Regions from separate parts of the Mus musculus genome. Here regions 1 and 3 are each linked to region 2. A link is a contact called in public promoter capture Hi-C data. All regions are on one chromosome and are shown on one strand. The core of a region is the stretch at or near the end of the contact, and the rest is flanking DNA. Distances in the headings are between cores, read along the strand shown. Region 1 holds the start of Igf1r (insulin-like growth factor I receptor). Region 2 holds the start of Snrpa1 (small nuclear ribonucleoprotein polypeptide A'). Region 3 holds the start of Lysmd4 (LysM, putative peptidoglycan-binding, domain containing 4).

The links. Promoter capture Hi-C pulls out the DNA fragments that hold promoters and counts their contacts.
Region 1: a promoter capture Hi-C map of pre-B cells shows a contact between it and region 2, with 5 times the contacts expected there. The contact joins the promoter of Igf1r here to the promoter of Snrpa1 in region 2. A contact is called at or near these places in 1 of 39 promoter capture datasets (pre-B cells), 1 of 115 datasets of contacts at active chromatin or transcription factors (pancreatic cancer cells) and 2 of 9 other capture datasets (adipose tissue and liver).
Region 3: a contact with region 2 is called in a promoter capture Hi-C map of pre-B cells, with 5 times the contacts expected there. The contact joins the promoter of Lysmd4 here to the promoter of Snrpa1 in region 2. A contact is called at or near these places in 5 of 39 promoter capture datasets (the C10 cell line, HPC-7-derived erythroid cells, liver and 1 more), 1 of 484 Hi-C or Micro-C datasets (CD4 T cells), 3 of 115 datasets of contacts at active chromatin or transcription factors (large pre-B cells, pancreatic cancer cells and pro-B cells) and 1 of 9 other capture datasets (liver).

What each region holds. Positions count from the first base shown.
Region 1 is chr7:67,950,891-67,953,651 of GRCm38.p6, forward strand. Igf1r (insulin-like growth factor I receptor) reads left to right here and starts at 1,367. Exons shown (of 21, transcript NM_010513.2): 1 at 1,367-2,062. The coding sequence starts at 1,969.
Region 2 is chr7:66,058,664-66,061,640 of GRCm38.p6, forward strand. Snrpa1 (small nuclear ribonucleoprotein polypeptide A') reads left to right here and starts at 1,673. Exons shown (of 9, transcript NM_021336.4): 1 at 1,673-2,029. The coding sequence starts at 1,948.
Region 3 is chr7:67,221,070-67,223,933 of GRCm38.p6, forward strand. It overlaps Lysmd4 (LysM, putative peptidoglycan-binding, domain containing 4), which reads left to right and starts at 1,475. Exons shown (of 3, transcript NM_175215.4): 1 at 1,475-1,560; 2 at 2,540-2,822. The coding sequence starts at 2,550. 1700112J16Rik (RIKEN cDNA 1700112J16 gene) reads right to left here and starts at 1,389. Exons shown (of 3, transcript NR_131044.1): 1 at 1,175-1,389.

The DNA.
Region 1 (2,761 bases), core at 117-2,616, 1.9 Mb after region 2:
CCAGCACGATGCGGTGGAGCGCCCTCAGGGCGGGAGAGGAATGGGGCTGGGAGGCCCGGCTAGCACGACCCAGCCGAGTCGGTCCCCGACTCGGGGCCCCCACATTTCCTCCCCCGGAGGGAGGGAGGCGACATTCCCGGAGCCAGCCCTCCCAGGCTGCGGTCGCGCCCTCTGGCGGCCGCCGCGGAGACGGGTCCTGGGCACGAGGGGCCGCCTGTCTGGGTTCCCTTTCCAGGGCTGGGGGCCCGCGGTGGAATCGCTGTGCTTCGAGAATAGAGCCTCGCGGACCGCACCCTGTCCGCTCCCCGACTGCGCGCAAGCACCGGAACACCCAAGGAGCGCCGCCACGGGCGCCCAAGCCTGGCGTGGAAAGTGCCTTGCGTAGCAGTCTTCAGGGGTCCCCTTTCCCCCAGGTGTGCCCCTCCCGTCGCGTCCGGGCTTTCCACCACACTGCGAAAAAAATGCCGCATGCATGCACTTATTTATTTATTTTGCAACAGCTGCAAGAAACAATGAAGCTTTTTCACGGAGTCGGCCAGCGCGCTCTCCAGCCGCGCTGTTGTTGTTTTCAATGAAGCTCCGAGGCCGCACTCCCCGCCCACCGCGCCCGCAGCCCGCCCGCTCTGCTGCCCGCCCGCCCTGCCGCCGCCCCCCTGGCCACCGAGTCCCACCGGCGCCCCGGGCATTGTTTTTTGGAGTCCTGCGGGAGGGGAGGGTGCGGACAGGGCCGGCCGGCGCAGTGCGGGTGGGGGCGGAAGCGTGGGCGCGCGCGTGGCTCAGTGTGCGCGCGGGGGCCGGCGCGGGTGGAGGCGCGGGGGGCGGTGCCTCCTGGGCCCGGCTCCCCACGCCCGCGCTCCGCTCCGCACGTCCCTGCGATCCCGAACTCCGGCTCTTGGCGCCTGCCGAGTCGGGGCCCGGCCCTCGGCGCGCCGGGACTGCGGCTGTAGCCGCTTGGAGTGTGCGCGCGGGCACGTGTGCGCGGCCCCGAGAGCGCGCGCGTAGAGCCCCCAGTGTGTGGCGGCGGCGGCGGCGGCGCGGTGAGGCTGAGGTTCTTGTTTACCAGCATTAACTCCGCTGAGCGGAAAAAAAAAGGAGGGGGGGGGGGAACCGAGGAGGAGCGAGCGCACCGGGCGAACTCGAGAGAGGCGAGCGACAGGGAAGCTGCCTGCGAGCCTGTCCCGGCGCGCCCGGCGCTCGCAGACCCTCGGCCCCGCTCTCCGGACCCTCCACGCCTCTCCCCGTGCCTGCGAGAGCTCCACGGCACGCGGCGTGCTCGGCTTTGACCTTCAGCGAGCCGGAGCCCCCGCGCACGGAGTCGGCGGCGGGCGGGGGCCGACGCGGGGCGGCGGGAGCGCTGAGCGCTGCGCGGCCGCCGCTTTGTGTGTGTCCTGGATTTGGGAAGGAGCTCGCGGCGGCGGCGCTGAGGGAGGAGGCGGCGGCGAGCGGAGCCCAGAGGAGGAGGAGGAGCCGGAGGAGGGGGAACCGCTCATTCATTTCCACTCCGCATTTCTGCCCCTCGCCGGCCTCGCCCGCGCCCGGGACTTCGGACCAGTCTCGCCAACTGCGTCGCGCTCTCCCGCCGCGTAGGCTCCGGTGGTCGTTCCCTCCGGGGATCGGGTGGCGTTTGTCCTCGCCTGCGGCGATTTGGGCTTTGCTCCTCTTTCTGTACAGTTTTCCTCCTTCTTCTGCATCTCTGCGTTTGCAAATGGAGGCCGACGACGCCGACAGCCCGCCCCGGCGCGCCCCGGCTTCCCGACTCCGCCGCCCCGTGGGCCGCTGCTGCCGGCGCTGAGGGGCCGCCCCGCGCCACCCTCCTTGTCCACGCCGCTTTCCGAGGATCGTCGCCTGCGCTCTTGTTTTTGGACGAGAGTGAGGACTGAGTTGGAGACTTTTTTTTTCTTTTTTTCTTTTCTTTTTTTTTTTTTTTTCTATTTTTGAGAAAAGGGAATTTCGTCCCAAATAAAAGGAATGAAGTCTGGCTCCGGAGGAGGGTCCCCGACCTCGCTGTGGGGGCTCGTGTTTCTCTCCGCCGCGCTCTCTCTCTGGCCGACGAGTGGAGAAAGTGAGTATTTGCCCGCCGCCCGCGGCCACTGCGGGAACTTTTCCTCCGAGGGGCTGCGCCCTGTTTGGGAAAACCCAGTTGCCACGGGCGCAGCTGTCGGACTTCGGGGCTCGGGAGTGGAGGGTGGGGCTCTCTCGGAAGGCCGGAGTAGAGCAGGGCCCGAGAGTTCACGACTCAGGAGCTCCTAGAGCCCTAGCTCAGCGCATCTGCGCGCGGGAAGGGCCTTAGGGCTTTCTCTTTCGCTGTCCGGGGAGCGCTGTCCCGCACGCGGCCTGGTGGGTGGGCAGTGCCTTCTCGCTGGCGGGTCAGGGGCAGCCCCCGCGTAGGCGCTTGGTGGGGAAGTTGGCGTCTGGGTGGCCTCGGGAACCCCGCTACTCTCGCCCCCCCCCCTCCGGGGCGCTCCACTTGGCACCCCAGCGCCCATCCCGCGCAGCTCACCATGACAGCACCCTTGGAGGCTCCACGGGTGGTTGCTGGGGTAGACCTAGTGCTCCGTGGCGGCAATTCGGAGCCTCCTACCCTGCGGGGTGTAAGTTGTTCTTGAGGGGGAGATACAGGATGGTTGGAAGCCTCGCGGCCCCAGGACACGTTTCCAAACATCAGGGCGCAGCCTCCTATCACCCAACTTGTTGGGCCCATCGACCCCCTCAGGTTCTTGGCCTTTCGCTTCTCTGGAGCCTGTGGGCGTCTACCCACCTA
Region 2 (2,977 bases), core at 423-2,922:
CTTTAGAGTCCAGAATAGAAGGGACTTCTGGTTGGCCCATGATACTGATTAGCTGGAGCAAAGAAATTAGCAGTGACTAAGAAGAGACCAGCATTACTGGAGTGAAATCTTCTGGGAAGTGTGTTCTGAGAGCCCAAAGAAAATGTGTTCCAGAGATAGTCAAGGTTGTACCTCATGCTGCAGCTGGACTTGGTAATGTATAAGAATCACCCAGGTGATGCTAGTTTTGAAGGCACAAAGGGATTACGAACAGCAGCTGAGGCTTGGCACTGTGAGAGGCCAGGGATGGTCACTGGTGAAGGTGTAGCCTCAGTTGGAGTTGATGGCCCAGGGCTGAAGGGGTCACCACTACATAAACTCACTCCAATAATCCTAGCACATGAAGATGGAGGCAGGAGAGTGAGCTGTTCAAGTTCCTTCTCAGGTCAGTCATTCCATGACTCAGCAGGTAAGAGAGTGTGTACAGCTCTTTCAGAGGACCAGAGTTCAGATCCCAGCAACCACGTGTAACCCCGACTTCAGAGTATCTGGCACCTCTGGCCTTTGTGGGTATCTGCACTCATGTGCCCAAAACCACAGAGATATAACAAATAATTTCTAAAAGTATTTTTAAGAGTGTTTTCTGCTCATGCTGAGGACCAGGGGTTGACTTCTAGCACACATGTCCAAAGGATCACAACGGCCAGCTCCAGGGAATTTTAGGCTGAAGCCTCCCCTGCACCTATACACAGGTGGGCATGTACATTAATTAGTAAGCTATGATTTAAAAAAAATACGCATATGATTTCGTGCATTTAAGGCTTGGCACTGTGAGAGGCCAGGGATGGTCACTAGTGAAGGTGCAGCCTCAGTTGGAGTTGATGGCCTAGGGCTGAAGGGGTCATCACGTATACACAGGTGGGCATGTACATTAATTAGTAAGCTATGATTTAAAAAAATATGCACATGATTTTGTGCATTTAAGCCTTTGGAGACAGAGGCCAAGGCTCTGCAGGTATATTGTATTCACTGTGGGGCACTCATCACATGGCAATTTCTGATATGTGTATTCCCCTGCACTTCGTATGAATTTTTTTGGTGTTGTTTGTTTGCTTGAGATAGAGTTTCTCTGTGTATCCCTGGTTGTTCTGGAACTGGCTCTGTAGGCGAGGATGGCCTCTATCTCCGAGATCCACCTCCTTCTGTCTCCAAACTGCTAGGATTAAAGGCATTCTCCATCACAGCTAGTCAATATGAATATCACTTATGGTTTATTTTATTTGTGTGTGTGTGTGTGTGTTTGCGGTTGCCGGTGTCTGAGGAGGCTAGAAATGGACGGCAAATCCCCTGAGGCTGAAGTTACAAGCAGTTGTCAGGTGTCCAGACGGATATTGGAATGCCAACTCAAGTCCGTTACAAAAGTTGCAAGTGCTCTTAACCTCTAAGCCACCTGACCAGCGCTTTGGTATGAACACCTAAATGTCTACAGGCTACAAGTTCACCCTCAAGCTTTAAGGTGACTGTACCAGGTCAGAAGGGTTCTGTTTTAAGGCAATCCAGCCTACGGGTCCTGCCCCTTACCTGCGGAAGCCCAAGTTAGACATTTAGGAACTTGACTTTCAGGAGACTTCACAGTCTCCGCCCCTTGTTGGGTGGAGAAGGGAGAGTAGTCCCAACTACCCCTCCCTTGAGGTTCACTGACGTGAGACAGAGCATCCCTCGCGTGTTCTTATCTTTTGGATTAAAAAAACTGGAATCTGGGCTCCCCACACTCCCAGGCACGCTCAAGCCCAGAACCCAGAAGCAAAGACACGGGGGCTACGTCTTCGATTGCTTTAGCCTGGCGGTCGAGCTGCGCGGGGATACGATTGGTGCTGTCTGGCGGCGAGGCGCGGTGCACTGTGGGACACGGCACTGGCGGGAGGCGCAGGCTGGTGTCGGAGGTGAGGGTCCGCGGGCTGCGACAGGATGGTGAAGCTGACGGCGGAGCTGATCGAGCAGGCGGCGCAGTACACAAATGCCGTACGGGACCGTGAACTGGACCTCCGGGGTGAGTTAGACGGAGCGCGGGCTGTGTTCCGGCCCCGGCGCGTGGCTGCGGGAAACCAGCCCCGCCGCGTGCGCAGAGGCTGGAGCCTGGCCCGTGGGCCTCCACCCGGGCTGGGCGCCTCCGATCCACCGTCCCGCAGGGCCCTTTGGGGCTGTTTGTTACCGGCGTTCCGGCTAGCAAACACGGCGCCTCGATTCCTTCCCCGGACCGTACTCACTAGGCATTGCCCCGCTCATCGAGCAGCTTTAACTGTTGGAGGACTAGGAAAATAGAAAACGCTACGGACAGGCCGGCTGCTGGCTGGTGTTTTTTGTTTGTTTGTTTGTTTGTTTGTTTGTTTGTTTTTTAGCAAAAGCGTTAATGTGGCACCTGAGGGTAGGGTGGATATGTACCAGAGTTACCTTAATTGCCCCAATAATTCCGGTTTGGTTTTGTTCATTTGTTTTTGAGACAACGTCTCGTGTATTCCGAGCTGACTTCAAACCGTTATATAGTTAAGGTTTATCTCGAACTTCGGACCCTCTTGCCTCCACTTCCTGGGAGCTGGGTTTAAATGCCTGCACCACGTTTATATGGTGCTTTGGATGAGCCCAGGGTTTCATGTCTGTCAGGAAAGCACTCGCGCTACTGAGCCAGACCCGCAGCCCCGGATAATTTGGTGTTTTCAAGATTGAGCTGTTTGACCGTGGCATAATGGTCACTTCTGTGTGTGGGGTGGCGGAACTCACCTGTTCAGTTCTGACAGAAGTAGCACTTGATTTTTAAAACATAGAACTGAGAGGTAATCGTTAACTATTCAGGAGATGGCTTTGGAAGGGGTTAAGATTATAAGACTGTGACCAGAGGCAATCAAAGTCTCGGGGGCGCTGTGCACTGCCATTTTTGAAAGTTTCTTCCTGCCTATGGGAAATCCTAGTGTTCTTTGTGTTTGTTGAATGAAATTAACTT
Region 3 (2,864 bases), core at 225-2,724, 1.2 Mb after region 2:
CAAATGTTGCTGGGATGATCCCTGGTGAGTGTTCAGCACACACAGCTCATGAGGTAAGAGGGGAAAGCTGGCTACAATGAGAAGCATAAACATTCATTTTCCACGAAAGGAATTCATATTCAGGCTTGCCATAGACTGACTTGTGTCCCCTTTCCTTCCTGTTGAAACCCTACCCTCTGAAGTGAGCTTTTAAGGTGGAGCCTTAAAGAGGGGACTGGGTCAGTGCCCTTGTGAAGGGCTTGGCTTAGACTCTTTAAAAGAAATAAAAAATTAAAAGACAAAACTTTCGACATTCCATGGCAGTTCTGCTTAGCCCTGGAGTTCAGAGCCATATTCAGAAAGCTAAATAGTTGGCCCCTGCTACCTTGCATCCTCTATCCCAGGAGAAGGCTGGACTTGGGAGGGGACAACATGTTTGACAAGGGTTGAAGGATATCCGAGTGGATACCTCTGGTGATGGGGTGGGTCTCCACTAACTTGGGATCAGATCAGTGGACCTGTTCATGTGGCTGGGCACCTGGCCCACTCTGATAGGTGGGACATAGCGTTCATACTTCTCAGGCAGCCTCATCCAAGCCTGTAAACTGTCACAAACCACAAATACCTCAGTGGGAAACACATGTGCTGGGTATATTAGCGAGGCTCACCTCCTGGGTTGGGGGGCAAAGTAAACAAATGTTTAAACAGATGTTTAAAGCCAGAAAGAAGAGTCCTGTGGCTAGCAGAGAGGGCCATGACCTGGTGCTTTCCTGGCCTTAGACATTTAGAGTAAGACTTTTAGTTTTATTCTAAATCATAGGAAGAATTTCTGGGCTCTTGTTTCAATGTTGATTCCCAGACAGGCTTAGCACCTTGGTTCAGCGGCCAGCCATCTGCATTCTTTGGTGTAATGCCTGCCCACGACACTTAGTTTCTTCCTTATTCATTGGATGAGTCTTACTCCATTAAGGATTTTAATCTTGGTTACAAAACAATGCCACAGGTTCTCCGCCCTTTTCCAAATAGCAGGGACGCTCTGGCTGGCCAGATGATACATATTCTCCTTTATCCAATTCTGGTCTGTGTTGTCAGGGCAACATTTCACATCCCTGGACTTCTGTTTATCTCTGGGCAGGGGCTGGCAACCATTCGGCCCCTCAAAGGATACTGGGTCGAAGATTCAGGTTGAGGCTACCTGGGTCAGGCCTCTCGAGTGGCGCACCGCCGTACTGGGTACGCTCCTGGCCACGGATCAGGACGCACATGGGTCAAAGGTCTCTCCTGCCGGGAAGAAGACCGAGGCTTAGCAGAAAGCTGTGGCCACCGAGGAGGCCAAGATACCTGGCTCAGAAGGGGAAACCGGGAACAGCTGGGATAAATGACATAGGAGCACAAGTCCAGGGTCCACGCTGGAGCCCCGCCCATCAGGGCCCGCCCTCATTCTGACCTCTCAGCACCTCCCGGCTCTGCCAGGGCCCGCCCTCCTCTGAAGTCATTGGTTGGCTCTTAGTCCCCGCCCCCGGAAGACCTGCTTTTTGCAGCCAATCGGCGGGCGCGGTGGCGGTGAAGCCTGGGAGCGAGGTACCCGAACCTGGAGCAGGGTCTGCTGGGTTGACTTGGGGGGCCAGGGCTTCTGGCCCTGTCACTGTGGGCTCAGTGGAGGGCTGCCAATCCAGGGCCAGTGCCTGTGTCCACAGAGGGCTGGTGCCGGCTTGCGGGAGTGGCAGGATGTGTATTCTTTGGAAAGTTGGGGCCGGGCCTGTTTAGGCCCAGGGGCGGGGACGTCTGAAATTTGTTTTGTCTCCTGCTTAATGACAGCCCACCTGTCATTGGAGGGAAACTGAGGCCTCTTTTGGCCGCCCCGGGTGCCAGGGGCTCAGAATTTGAGACCAGAGGGAGATACCTGAGGTTGGCTGTTCCCTTAAAGGGCCATGCAGAAGGGACCGCCAGGAATGCCTGGAGTCTCATTCCAGCCATTTGGAAGGGAAAGGTTGGTTGTGGCTCTGGCGTTTGACTCCAGGTGGCAATAAGGGGACCGTGGGGGTGAAATGAGTCCAGAATGACTGTGAGAAACGGACAAATTGAAATTTGATAGGTTTTTCCATTGCTCATCAATTAGGTCACGTCAGCCAGGGTCAAAATAAGAGAACTATGGTTGTTCCCAGCTTCTGTCCTTTCCCCTGAAGACACCTTGGGATGCCTAATGAGGTTTTTGTCCAAAGATTCTAAGTGTAAGATTCTCAGTGTCAGAGAGCTGAGAACAGTTGTCACCTCACACAGTGCTGAGACACAGTGGTTTCTTCTGTGGGCTAGGGGAAGCACAGCTGGGGGTGGGGAAGAAGGGTGGGGAATCTTTTTTGCACACAGTAAGCACTTAGGGAAAGTATGATCTTATTCTGTGTCAGTATCAGGTGGACAGGTGTGAGGATGTCCTTCTGTCCTGATGCTGTTTGTTTGATATTGGCAATATTAGGAAGTTACTAACGAGACAGTCCTCTTTAGGAAGCCAGAGGAAAATGAATAGCATTTGTGTGGAATTAACTCCAGGTCTGATTTTCAGTTAAGAGAAAATGAGGCAGAAGGAAGTGTTAGCCAAGAGCTTCCAAGGTCCAGCTGCTGTCTGCAGGACTCCAAACAGCCACGTTTACATGTTCAACAATGGCAGCGGGGACTCTGGGGACTCCTCTGAGGAAGAGTCACATCAGGTGGTGTTACGACCCCGGGGCAAGGAGCACCAGAAGAACAGCAGCCAACGGCCAGGAGCAGGCACCATGGTTCTGCTGCAGCGGGAGCTGGCTCAGGAAGACAGCCTCAACAAGCTGGCTCTCCAGTATGGCTGCAAAGTAAGCTGACCTCAGTCCCTCTGCCCTCCAGGGTTGAGAGAG